Linked DNA regions of Mus musculus: all the other regions are linked to region 1. The links are chromatin contacts, called in public promoter capture Hi-C maps. All regions are on one chromosome and are shown on one strand. The core of a region is the stretch at or near the end of the contact, and the rest is flanking DNA. Distances in the headings are between cores, read along the strand shown.

The links. Promoter capture Hi-C pulls out the DNA fragments that hold promoters and counts their contacts.
Region 2: a promoter capture Hi-C map of liver shows a contact between it and region 1. The contact joins the promoter of Eln here to the promoter of Pom121 in region 1. A contact is called at or near these places in 3 of 39 promoter capture datasets (cranial neural crest, liver and maxillary cranial neural crest).
Region 3: a promoter capture Hi-C map of liver shows a contact between it and region 1, with 5 times the contacts expected there. The contact joins the promoter of Dtx2 here to the promoter of Pom121 in region 1. A contact is called at or near these places in 3 of 39 promoter capture datasets (liver and pre-B cells) and 1 of 115 datasets of contacts at active chromatin or transcription factors (bone marrow-derived macrophages).

The regions. Positions count from the first base shown.
Region 1 is chr5:135,392,781-135,397,160 of GRCm38.p6, forward strand. It overlaps Pom121 (nuclear pore membrane protein 121), which reads right to left and starts at 1,766. Exons shown (of 13, transcript NM_148932.2): 1 at 1,157-1,766. The coding sequence starts at 1,725.
Region 2 is chr5:134,745,253-134,749,632 of GRCm38.p6, forward strand. It overlaps Eln (elastin), which reads right to left and starts at 2,071. Exons shown (of 37, transcript NM_007925.4): 1 at 1,905-2,071. The coding sequence starts at 1,989. Gm30003 (a long non-coding RNA gene) reads left to right here and starts at 460. Exons shown (of 4, transcript XR_868587.3): 1 at 460-2,056.
Region 3 is chr5:135,992,904-135,997,283 of GRCm38.p6, forward strand. It overlaps Dtx2 (deltex 2, E3 ubiquitin ligase), which reads left to right and starts at 1,897. Exons shown (of 11, transcript NM_001256096.1): 1 at 1,897-2,063; 2 at 3,387-3,549.

The DNA.
Region 1 (4,380 bases), core at 516-3,015:
CACCAAATTCAACTGACTGCAGAAACAAGAGGCATTAACACTTCTTTCAACCTCTTATTTTTCTGTTAGACAGTGCTGGTAGCAGAAACTAGGGGTGTGTGCATGCTGGACAAAGCACTCTATGACACTAACAGCTCAGACTTTAAATTTCTCTAAGCAGCAGAGAACGTAGCATTTTTTGGCACATTTCTCCCATTTCATCCAAAGGCAGAAAATATCAGTTGCTTAATGGCTGTCTCTACCACAGACTTCATCAAATTAAGAGGGAAACTGGAAACCTTGCCCACATGGGTACTTCAGAAGAAAAGCACATGCAGTTGGGATGTGTAGGAATAGTTTTTTTTTTTTTCCTTTCCCCCAACTAACCACCAATACACAGCAAAAACCAAACATTAACAGGTATTCACCACCTCAACTAAGCAGACTTATCAAGGCCAGTGAAACGTCTTGTGAAGGAGCTTGCTGCCAAGCTGGAGACCCAAGATCAACCTCAAATTCACGTGGAAAGAGAAAAAGGACTCCAGCAAGCTATCCTCTCATCTCCCTGTGAATATGCAATTTAAAAAGAAAAAAATGCTTTTATCCAGAATCCGGGTTGAGTGTAGTGGAGCACACCGGTAATCCCAGCATTTAGTAGGTGAAGGCAGGAGGGTCAGCAATCCAAAGTCACCCTCATGAGTTCAAGGGACAGCTCAGATACATGAGATCCTGTCTCCGGGGGGGGGGGGGGGGGGAACAAAAACCCAAAGGCTGGGGAATAGGTAGAGGGCAAGCTTGCCTGCTATGACTGAAGCTGTGGGTTCTATCCCAGCACAGCATACAACCTGGTGCAAACCTGTAATCCTATCAGTGAACTCGCTCAGAAGACGAGGCAGGAGGATGAGTTCAAGGACAGGCTCAGCCAAAGAACGGGGTTGAGATTAGACAGCCTATGCCATCAAATACCCTCTCTTAAAAAAAAAAAAAAAGAAAAAGAAAAAAAATAAAGAGAAAAGAGAGTAATGGGAAAAGGGAGGGAAGGGCGTAGAGATAAAAAGAAAGGGAAAAGGCAAAGAAAAGAAAAAGGGGAGGTGAGTTAAATCCGATTTACAGGTTGAGCCCTACGTCAAATCCGCGGCCGCAGAGACCCCACCCTGGGAAGATCGCCGGGGCTTACCGGTGGGGCGGCCTCCGGGAGGGTCGCAAAAGCGGGGTGGGGAGCGCGGGGTAGACGTGGTGGACTCGCTGGACCGCCGAGGCCGGAGGCGGGGAGCGTGCGGGTGGGCGGCGCCCCGGCCTCTCCCTTGGGTCCTGCCGGAGGGCAGGCTCGGGCGGGCCGGGCTTGCCCAGGTAGCTGCCCATGAGTAAGAGCTCAGCCGGGTCGGGGCCTCCCAGCGGGCTGCGGGGTTCGCAGAGGCTACCGTTGACTGGTGACTTGGCCGGAGGCGGTGAAGCGGTGAGAGCTGGCCGCGGGTGACGGCGCGCGTCGCGCACGAAGGACGACAGGGCCCTCGGGCCGCGGGGTTCTCGGCTCAGGCCCCACCAGGCCGCGCTCGCCCCCACGGCCAGCCAGGCCAGCGCGGCCGCCGCGGGCACCAGGTAGAGCGCGAGGCCGAGCAGCGCTAGGCCGAGGGCCGCAGCACCCGCCGGTCCTCCGTAGCCGCGGGCCCGGCTCCGGCCTTCCCGTCCGCCCAACGGGGGCCGCCGCCGCTCGCCTCCGTCAGCCGCCGCAGCCGCCGGAGACATCGCGGCTCCGCGCCGCGGAGCGGACTTAAATATCCCAGGGTACACCGCGCCGCGCGCCGCCGCCGACGTCACTGTCGTCGACGCGGCGCGCCGGGTGGAAAGGGGAAACCGCCGCCGCGTGCGGAGCACGGCGCGAGAGCCCTAGTTTGAAAAATTACAGCTTAGGTAGGCGGATCGGTGCACGCCTTGCCTCTCAGAACGCGGGAGGCGGAGGCAAGAGGAGTTCCGTGAGTTTGAGTCCAGCCTGGTTCACAAAGACAGTTCCAGCGCGACATGGAGACATAAAGCCTGTCTCAAAACAGCAAAACTTAAAAAAAAAAAAAAAGAAAGAAAGAAAAGAAGAAAAGTACAGCCCGGTTTTTGACGCTGGAGGTTTCCCTGACGCTCCTGGACTGCAGAGGAGTGATGTTAGAAATCAAGGCACAGAACGGAGATGGGTGGCACGCGCCTGTAATCCCGGCATTTGGGAGGTGAAGGCAGGAGGATCCCGAGTTCTAAGTCAACCTGGGCTACTTAGTGAGACCCTCCCCGTCTAAAACAAAATAAAACCCGATCAGTCAGACCCTGTATTGGAAAAGGCCAATCAGGCCCTGTGTGGAGGCTCACTGTTTATCGCAGCGAGGTCAGTTCCAGGCCTGCTGGAGCAACACAGTGAGACCCTGTCTCAAAATAATTTTTTAAAATGTGTGTTTTGCTTGAATGTATGCTGGGATTACATTCACACCATCACATCTTACACTTGCGTGGAGGTTGAGGGTCAACGGCAAGTGTCTTTCAATCTCCTTTTTTTCTTTTCTTTGTTGTTGTTTCTCGAGACAGGGTTTCTCTGTATAGACCTGGCTGTCCTGGAACTCACTCTGTAGACCAGGCTGGCCTGGAACTCAGAAATCCACCTGCCTCTGCCTCCCAAGTGCTGGGATTAAAGGCGTGCACCACCACCGCCCAGCAAGTCTTTCTCAATTACACTGCACATTATTCTTTGACACAGGGTCTCTCACTAAACCCAGAGCTCACCAACCTGGCTAGGCTGGCTGGCCAAAAAGACCCAAAATCTTTTTGTGCCTACCTCAGTGCTTGGGATTACAGGGGCTCCTACTGTGCTCAAGCAAGCTTGCTCAGCAAGCCCTGTACCAATGGAACCATCTTCCCAGTCCATATTTCCCCCCTTTCCATCCTTCCCTCCGTTCCTCCTTTTGTTTGTTTCTTCTTTTTTTGAGGATGATAGACTGAGAGCTATTCCTCCACAATCAAGAGTAAGATAAGACTAGACTTGGGGAGGGAAGGCTAGATGGATGAGGGAGAAGCGGGGAGAGGCAGGGATTAGAGTTTAGAGACGATGCATATTGTTAATAAAACTAGCTGAACTGGTAAATGACAGTGAGTACAGTGGGCACTGGTGATAGTTAAGAAACAGGGTGGTCCTGCTCAGTGCCATTCTTAGTTTCTGAGGTGTAATCCAGTAGGGGTTTGTTGTGTATCGGCCACTAGAGGGCAGTCCCAGGCTTATCCATTAAAGCACAAACACACACAGCCTTATCTGTCCACCTTGGTTTTATGCAGTGGTTCTCAACCTTCCTAATGCTTTAACCGTTTTATTCAGTTCTTTATGTTGTGGTGACATCCCCCAACCCCCAAACTATAAAGCTACCTCCTAAGTGTAATTTTGCTACCGTTATGATTTGTAGTGTAGATGATGTTTTCTCGATGGTCTTGGGGTGGAGGGGTCAGTACCCACAAGTTGAGAACCACTGGCCTTATGGTCTCACTGAAGCACTGCCTAAAGGACACACGACCAGGCTACCCGACGCTTGTACTTGTCCTTTGAAAATCGTAGTTAGGGCTAGAGAGATGGCTCAGAGGTTAAGAGCACTGACTGCTTTTCTAGAGGTCCTGAGTTCAGTTCCCAGCATCCACATGGTAGTAGCTCACAACCATATGCAATGGGATCTGATGACCTCTTCTGGTGTGTCTGGAGACAGCAACAATGTGCTCACATAAGTAAATAAATCTTTTTTTTTTTTTTTTTAAGAAAATTGTTAACAAAACGGCAAAGTGAGTCAAGTCTGCTGGGAATCCCAGCCTACTCCTTCAGTCTCCCCCCCCCCCCATTTCCCTACAGAGAGGGAGTGAACAGAACTGAATGCTCCTATTTAGGAAGTAGAGGCAGGAGAATGAACAGGGCAAGGCCAGGACAACCTGGGTTACAGGACACCCTGCCTCACCCTTCTCCCCAAAGGAAGGTTGGAGAGATGCTCACTAGGTTGGGGTTTGTCCACCTGACACAAACCTAGGCATGTCTGGGAAGAAACCTCAACTGAGAAAATGCCTCCATCAGGTTGCCCGCAGGGTATTTTCTTGGCTAATGATTAAGGTGGAAGAAGGCCCAGACCGACGTGAGAGGTGCCACCTTTGGGCAGGTTGTCCTGAGGATGGATGGATTATAAGTGTGTGTGTGTGTGTGTGTGTGTGTGTGTGTGTGTATGCCTGTGTCTGCGTGCGTGTGTTTGTGTGTGTGCGTGCACTGTGAAGAGCAAGCAGCTTTCTTTTACCGTCTCTGCTTTAGTTCCTGCTTGCTGAATCCCTTCAATGACAAACTATGATGTAGAAGTGTGAGCCAAATAAAACCCTTCCCCCACACCCCCCCATGTGATTCCT
Region 2 (4,380 bases), core at 821-3,320, 650 kb before region 1:
TTAGCTTCCAGGGACAGCTTTAGCCTATCCCAGACTCTAATTCTGTACCTTTCAAGAACTGGGTTATGTAGCCTAGGCTAGCCTTGAACTCCCTATACAGTTAAGCATGACCTTGAACTCCTAACTTTTCTGCTTCCTCCTCCTGAGAGCTGGGACCACAGGCATGAGCCACCACCTCTGGTTTAATGTGGTGCTGGGGATAGAATGCAGAGCTCCGAGTGTGCAAATGAGAACTCTCCTAGGCGAGCCACGCCTCTAGCCTGCTTGTAGATGATACTGAGACAAGATCTCACTATAGCTCAGGCTGCCCTCGACTCGATAGCATCCTGTGTCAGGTGTGGTTTTTCATGCCTAACTTCAGCTTCCCTATTTGTAAAGATAAACAGTTTCTTTATGATGAACTAGTATAACCATCCAGGGAGAAGGGTGGGCAAATGTTACGAGACCACATCTGGGGCAGGAGGGTCAGGTGACCCAGAGACACTGCTCTTTAATGGGTCCTCCCGTTGGTACCCACAAACCTCAGTCTCGTTCCAGCCCTGGAACTCTTGTTCTACAGTGGGCTCCTAGCCCCCAGCAAGTAAGTCTCATGGGACAGATGCTGTTCTTATTCAGTCTCTGACCACAGCCCTGTCCAACCCCGCCCTGTAGCCTCCTGTCCCCAGTCCAAGTTCAGGTTCCCACAACAATGAGGTCTCTTAGGGAAACCAGACCCCAGCAGATGGTTCATAGGTTCACACCTCTTTCCCCACAGCTGGATGCACCTTTCATCTGGGAGCAGACTCCTTCCTCCCCATAACCCAACATGCCCGGTCAGGATACATATCAGATGACCAAAAGGATACCTTGAGGCTCAGCCTCTGATACCAGCCATGTCCTGATTGCCAGGAGATGGGCACTTTCCCCAGCTCACGCTCTGGCCTGTATTCCATCTCAGCAAACCCTCATACAGGCATGGACTCGCTCACGCTCACACACACACAGTGACGTCCTACACCTGGGCACCAGACGTCTTTAGGACATTTTTTTTTTAAGACAGCCTGATAGAACCCAAATGGCTCACTAGGTAGCCAATGATGTCTTGAATTCCTGATCCTCCGATGACCACCACACAGGTATGTGTCACCACGCCCACCTAGTTTACTCAGAGCTTTGAGAATGTTTAGCATGCCTTCCATCAACAGGGACGTCCTCAACCCTCCTGGTTGCTCTTGAGACGGGGTCTGGTTGGCTTTGAACTTACATGTTGGGGGTCACAGGTGTGGCTCACCACGCCCAGCTGGGTGTTGGACTTTGGCAGATCCCATCACACAACTTCACGGTTTGCCTCCCTGTACCTCCATCTGTCTAGGAACGGACTTGTGAACAGACCTTCATACCATCCCAGACACATTTCCTTCAGGGACATGCTTGGCTAGAACCTCACACTGACACCTGTGCAACATAGTATGAAACACACACGGGCGCATACACACACACACACACACACACACACACACACACACACACACACACAGAATCCGAACATCTCCAAGCAAAGACAAACCAGGATTGTCTCTCCCCAGGCTGGTATGTACACAGGTGTGCACAGGTATGCAAACTGCCACCACCACTGGAAAGTACTCAGGTGACTCAGAGGACCCCTTCGAGCTTGGACAGGAGGTAGGGACCATCCTGACTGGCGGGAGTGTAGCTTTGACAGGACCCCTAACACGGAGCTGGCTCCCAAGAGGAGACAGTTCCCAGAACCCTCCCTGTCTCGAGGAGGGGGGATCTGGAGCTGAAGGGCTCATCCATCTCCGGGATTCCCCATCAGTCTTGCCACCTGGCCGGCAGGGTCCCGCAGATTGTGGACAGCGTGGGACCAGCGAGGGGCAGCGTGGGACCGGCGAGGGGCCCCTTACCTCCAGGCTGCGCGGGATGGAGGAGGTTGAGCAAGAGGATCAGCAAGACGCCAGGCTGCGGGACTACCGCTGTCAGACCCGCCATCTCGGGGAGGACTGCCCCAGCCTGCTCTCAGCGCCTCGTTTTATCCCCAAAGCGTAATTGCTGCCTGGTAGGCTGCTGTGAGGGAAGGAGGGAGGGAGAGAGGGCGGGTGAGAGGAGGGCGGGAGGAGGGGGAGCTGGGGGAGGGGGCCGCGGGGGAGGGGGCAATTACGAAAGGCCAGACTTGCAAGCCTCCTAGGCTGAATCTGCCTCGACTATGGGTCTATTTTCCTGCACACACACACACACACACACACACACACACACACACACACACACACTGACGCGCGCGTGCTCTGCCCCCCCCCCCCCCCATCGCTTTCCCGCTTTCCCTCTGTAGCTGTTTGCTTGCTCCTGGCCCTGTTCCCGCCAGAAAGTGCAAGGGGGGCCTTTGCCAGGACAGCCCTCTGGAGAGGAAGCAGGAGGGAGGGCCCAGGCAGCCCGGCCAAAAAATCCCAGCCCTAGCCAAGGCTGGAGTAGCCAGGCCCCCGCCCCTCTGCCTGGGCCCCAGGCCCAGTGTGGGGACACAGGCCAGCTGTCCCGCGCCTCAGCTCCCACCCTGGTCCTGCAGACACCCCAACACCCCCAAGCCTGGCTAGAGACAGGCTTTACCCAAAACTGGGTTAGGTAGGTTGATGGGGCTAAGGGAGTCTGCCTATAGAGTTCAAGGTCTGCGAGCAGAATTGTCTGGGAGAGAGAATAGGATAGACATGGTACCGTGGGGGCATTTTAGGAACAGATTAGAGACCTTGACATACGATCTAGTTCATCATGGTTGAGACAGGTCTTAGCCATCTGTTTGAAGCCTGGGAAAGGGTGTTGGATCTATGGGTCTATGGTTGCAGAGACCAAGGGGCTGAGGTCAGGCGAGTGGCTTGGGAGTGAGAGCCATGTATTTAGTGTCTCCCTAGGGCTCAAAGATGATCCTTGCATAAGGTGTTGGTTGGTTCTGTAAGGGCCACGAGCACAGCTTTGCACCGCCCCTGAGCAAGGCACAGTGTCCAACAGAGGTCATACTGGGTCTTAGGTGCCTGGTAGGGAACATGGAGGTGGGAGCTCTGTGCAGGTGACTATTAACTCAGTATTCTCCTTCTTGCTTGTTCACCACCTGTCCAATGCTCTCACTTGCATCTGGAAACTGATTCTCTTGGAGGCTCTGGGAAGGCTTGATGATGCTATTCCTCTACTGGCCAGAAGGGGGCAGCCTATGCTGAACCAGCAGAGAGCCCTCCAGGAAAGCTTGCGATCAGTGCCCTGGCCACCCTGTCCCTGAGCATATGGAGATCCTGTAAGGCTTTAAGGAATGTGAAGTGTAGGTCAGAGAAAGATTATGTCATTCTCAGACTCCTGAGTGTATGTGGAGTACTGTAGGACAGGAGAGGGAGATGGTTGCTTGCTGTATACAGGTCATAGTTGGTTAGAAGAAAAAGTCTAGGCCATAGGTCCTAGAGTCTTTCTCTTGTAGGGGGTGGTGCAGAGGGGTGAGTTAAAGATGTCTTATCAGATGTCTTATACAGTACAGGGCATAGAGGAGTCTGCAGAGATGACAGCATTGGCGGAGGTGGGGGTGGGAGATCAAAGGCAGGTGGCTTAGGTGGACCTGGGCTAATTTTTGGTTCTCTTGTCTTGGTGCTCTTGTGTTTCTTCTTCTTCTTCTTCTTCTTCTTCTTCTTCTTCTTCTTCTTCTTCTTCTTCTTCTTCTTCTTCTTCTTCTTCTTCTTCTTCTTCTTCTTCTTCTTCTTCTTCTTCTTCTTCTTCTCCTCCTCCTCCTCCTCCTCCTCCTCCTCCTCCTCCTCCTTCTCCTTCTCCTTCTCCTTCTCCTTCTTCTTCTCCTCCTTCTCCTCCTCCTCCTCCTTCTCTTTCTCCTCCTCCTCCTTCTTCTTTTCTTCTCCTTCATTTCCTCCTCCTCCTCTTTTTCCTCTTCTCCCTCTCCTACTTTTCTTCCTCTTCCTCCTTCTCTCTTCTTTCTATCCTCCTTCATTTCCTCTCTCCTTCCTTCTATTTCTTCCCCATAATTCCCTTTACTCTTTCCTTTCTCCCCCTCCTATGTCTTCCTCTTCATTCTTCCCCCTTCCTTCCTTCCTTCCTTCCTTCCTTCCTTCCTTCCTTCCTTCCTTCCTTTCTTCCTTCCTTCCTGCCTTTCTCCTTCTGTCTCCTTTCCCCTCCCTTCTCTCTTTCCTTACTTCTTTTTCCCTCTCTCCCGTTCCTCTCTTCCTCCATTTCTTCCAAGATGCTCACAGTCTCACTATATAACCCAGGCTGGCCTTGAACCCCAGAGCCTCCTGACTCAGCCTCCTGAGCATTGGGATAATTGTGTACCTCTGTAGAGCTCGCTTGTCTCATCTGTTTGCTGATGCCAGCTATCCTTAACTAGGAAACTCAGCACAAAGACAA
Region 3 (4,380 bases), core at 647-3,146, 600 kb after region 1:
AAACTGGGATACATTGTGAGGTCAAGGCCAGCCTGGCTACATAGGGAACAGTTGTCTCAAAAAAAAAAAAAGTGATTGCTTACACTTAAATATTGAAGATGAATTAAGTATGGACACAAGAGCATCAAAATGGCTTGCTCAGCAGGTGGAGACACTTGTCACCGAGTCTCATGCCTTAGGTTTGATCCCAGGACTCACGTGGTAGAAGCAGAGACCTGAAGGACACATTCTCTGTCATCTATATGAATGCTGTGGCATGACCCATCCCTGTACAAAAAAAAAAAAATGAGAATAATAAAAAATAGGAGTCCTTATTTGTAAGTTCATGGATGCAAAATGGAAATCAGCAGACAGGAGTCCATTTAAGGCTAGGAGGGCTGGGGATATGCCTGAGTCAGCAGAGAGCTTGCTTAGTGTGCAGGAAGCCCTGGGTAACCCCCCCCCCCCCCCCCCCCGCTCCCCCTGCCTGGTCCTCCTCTATAGCTGGGAACAACAGTACACACCTGCAATCTCAGAAGGTGAGACAGGGGGATTAGTAGTTGCAGGCCATCTCTGAAGCCAGGTGCTAAGACACCCTGTCTCCAAAACAAATAAACAAAAAATCCCCCTACTTCCACTAGGAGGGACTTATGTAGAGCTTTTGGGGACAGACACGTTTTCTTTGGGCTGTGAAGTCATTAAGATCTTTCTGGCTGTATAGATTATACGTGGGTCCTTGGTGGCTACCATCGGCACTAGGAAATGCCAGGTGCCATCCATTCATCAGAAATAATGAGCAAAGCAGCTGTGTCTTATCAGACTGTCCCTCTGCAGTGTCAGATGGAGACCAATTAGCAGAGGCAGGAAGCAACACAATTCTGCCTTTCCAAGCAAAACAGTAGCAAGCACCCCTGCTCCTCAGTGACACTGCTGAGGCCAGGCCTCCTTGACTTCTCTAGCTGTGTTCATCTTTTCTGCTTGGTGAGCCGGGAGCAGGTTCTGGGAATGGAACAGGCTCTGTGAAGTGGAATTTTAAGGACTTCTTTTGCAAATCCAGGGTCTTCTGCCTACTCGATAGATAAGTGCTCTACCACTGAGCCAGGCCAACTTAAGCCAAGGTTTAACTTTTTTTTTTGTTTTTTGTTTTTTGTTTGTTTGTTTGTTTTTCGAGACAGGGTTTCTCTGTGTAGCCCTGGCTGTCCTGGAACTCACTTTGTAGACCAGGCTGGCCTCGAACTCAGAAATCTGCCTGCCTCTGCCTCCTGAGTGCTGGGATTAAAGGCATGCGCCACCACGCCCGGCTTAACATTTTTTAATAGATTCTTTTCTTATTTAAAAATTTTAAATCTATGTTTTTAAAGACTGTGCTTGTAAGCTCAGCAATTAGGAAGCAGAGGCAGGAGGTTCAAGAGTTTAAGAGCAGCCTAGGCTTACATCACAAATTCAAAGCCACTCCGAGGTACATGAGATCCTGGACCCCTTCCACCCCTACAAGTGGACTCTTATAGCTGGGGATTAATTAGTAGTAGAACACTTGTCTACTGTGCTTGCATTAACTTTGATCCTCAACACCACAAAAGGAAAAATCAGGGTTGGCGATAGGGCTCAGAGGGTAAAGGCATTTGCTGACAAGCCTGACACCTTGAGTTCGATCCGTGGAACCCACGTGAAGGTGGACACGGAGAACGGACTCCTAAAGTTGTTCTTTGACCTCTGTAAGTACACCCCCCTCCAGAATATACACACATAATAAAAAGAAATATAAAAATTATTAAAAATCAAATGCATCAGTGATTAGCGAGGGAGTAAGTCAGTAGGAGAAAGAGAAGGCTGGGTACATTTATATCTGCTGGTGTGCTTTGGTTCAGCCCACTCAGCTTCATCAGAACTACATTTCCCAGAAGGCACTGCGTGAGGTGGACATGCGCAGCGCGGTGCTTGGAGGCTGCGACGCCGAGTTTCACTCCGGCTGCCTCCGGCTCGGAGTCGGAGACATACTCGAGGGTTCTTCCCAGGCCGAGCCGGAGCTGAGCCCGGAGGTCGGCGGTCCTCTCAACCTGTTCCTTCTGCTTCCCTCAGACTCGGTGAGCGGGACGGGCGGGCCACCTGCTGGCGCCCAGCCTGGGGTCCCGAGGGTGGGTGGGTGGGTTGAGGAGAGGGGGCTATTGAGCCAAGCTGAGACCGGAAGGGGGCGGTCGTGCGAGGAGGGAGGGCCGTGCCGGCGGGATGGGTGAGTCCTGGGGGCGTTGGGAGCCCTGGGCACCTCGGTACCAGGGTCCTGGAGGCGGGAAGTCGCAGTTGGGACGCTCTGAGCGTTGGGGACTGGGCTGGGTGTGGTAAGAGCCCTATTTTTTGCAGAGACAGGGGTCGCATCCCTGGCAGTTTGAGTCCTACAGGACCTGGAAGAGCAGTGAGGCTATTGCTACCCTGGCTCCCTGAGGGGTCAGTTTCAGTCCTGGAGCGTTTGTGTGTGTGTGGGGGCGTTACATCCAGGCGATAGGGATCCACCACTGTCTGAGAGAGTTGGACTTTGGAGGCGTTTGCCTTTCCATTCTCGGTCTGTGTCAGACTGGGTCTCTGGGGCACTTTGGGGTGTCTCTGTTTTGAAGCTCCGCTTTTCATCCTATCCCTCACACAGCTGCAGGGTTGCCCGCGTTAGCTTTGCCTCCACAGTGGCATGAATGGGAATGTGTTCACAGGCAAGACCTTTAATGAACTCTCTTTTCTCCGTGCCGTCTTAGCCCCTTTAAAATTCTAGAGAGCCCAGCAATGTGTTGCACATTTATAATCCCAGTATTTGGGAGACAAAGGTTTGCGGGTAGCTAAAGCTTGCCTGTGCTTCATCACAAGATACTATATTACATCCCTCTCACTCCCCAAAAGAGTGCTAGCCAGGTGTGGTGATTTATGACTGTAATTTCAGCACTTGTGAGGCAGAAGCTGGAGACTCAGGAGTTCCAGTCCAGCCCTAAGCTATATACTGTGGCCCCTGCTTAAAACAAAACAAAACAAAAAAACCCCCAACAACCCAAAAGTAACAGTTCTGTGATGTAGAGTTCCCAGTAGCCACGAGAATCAGGATTGACTTCAGTTGGTCAAGGTGTCAAGTCTCTTTGCTTATTTTCTGTGTGACTTTGGTCAAATTTTTATCCTCTCTGGTGTGTTGATTTCCTTCATGGACCATCCGTGGGACCGGTTTCTGAAGTCCTCACGCAGACTTTTCTGAGAAAGGGTTTAATTGAGTGGGCTGAGAAAGACTGTCCCTAGCTTCTGCTCCCTGCCCAAGCTGTTGGAAAATAAGCCTGGTAATTTCCAGTTGCCAGCCACAGCACACGGGACCCAACATCTGTGCGCTCATTTTCTCTTGCCGATTCTTCACTGAAGACTTAATCATCTTTTTGGCAAAGGTACCTCGGAATCGGTGTGGCTGAGTCAGCAAGGCCTCAGATTTGCCGGGTTCTTGTTTGCTGTTCCTATCAAGATGGGAGCTCAGACAAGTTATTGCTTCTGAGGATCTGGTGCTTTCATCAAGAAGGGACAGTTTGGTGCCAGCTCTTCAGTGAAGAGGAGGTGAGAGCCGCGGGGAAGTTAACCTTGCAGCTTTTGAAATCTGGTGTTCCAAGGAGAAGGTGGGTGTGGACCCTGAAGGGAGATGGCTCAGTCCATACAGTGCTTGCCTGGCGAGCAGGAGGGTCCAGATTTGCTCTCCAGAACCAAGGTAAAAAGCCTGGCATGGTGGCATGTACCTGCACTTTTAATGCTAGGGAGGAGACAGGTGAATCCCTGGGGTTTGCTAGTCAGCCAGCCAGCCACGTATTTGGTGAGTGAGCAAGGTTGATAGCACCTGAGGAACTGCAATCCAGGCTGTCCCCTAGCCTGCGGGAACACCCATGCATCTGTGCACACACACACACACACACACACACGCTTTATGGACGGTGGGATTCTGGGGTTCCAGGAGTGAGATGAGGCCCAGGAGTGGATTGTTGATTGCCAGATGTTGCAAATAAATTCACGTGGCCCCTTGCCAGCACAGCCTCTGTCTAACCAGTCTCAGAGGATGCGCCATCCTACCTTAGACATCCTTTATGGGCTGGGAGCAGCTTTGGCAAAGTGCTTAGCCAGCATACAAGACCTGAGTTCAAGCCCCAGCACTTCAGAACATTTATTTTTTATTATTACTTAAAAAAAACGAAACATGCATTTGTTGTGTGCGCATGTGTGGAGGTGACAGGGCACTTTGCAGGAGTCACTTCCCTCCACCAGGTGAGTTCTGGAGATCTAAGTCAGGTGATCAGGATTGGCAGTAAGTGCCTTTACCTGCCAAGCCATCTGACTGGCCCCTCCCAATTCTATTTAATTTTTTAAAAAAGAAATAACACTTTATTTCCTGGCTGCACA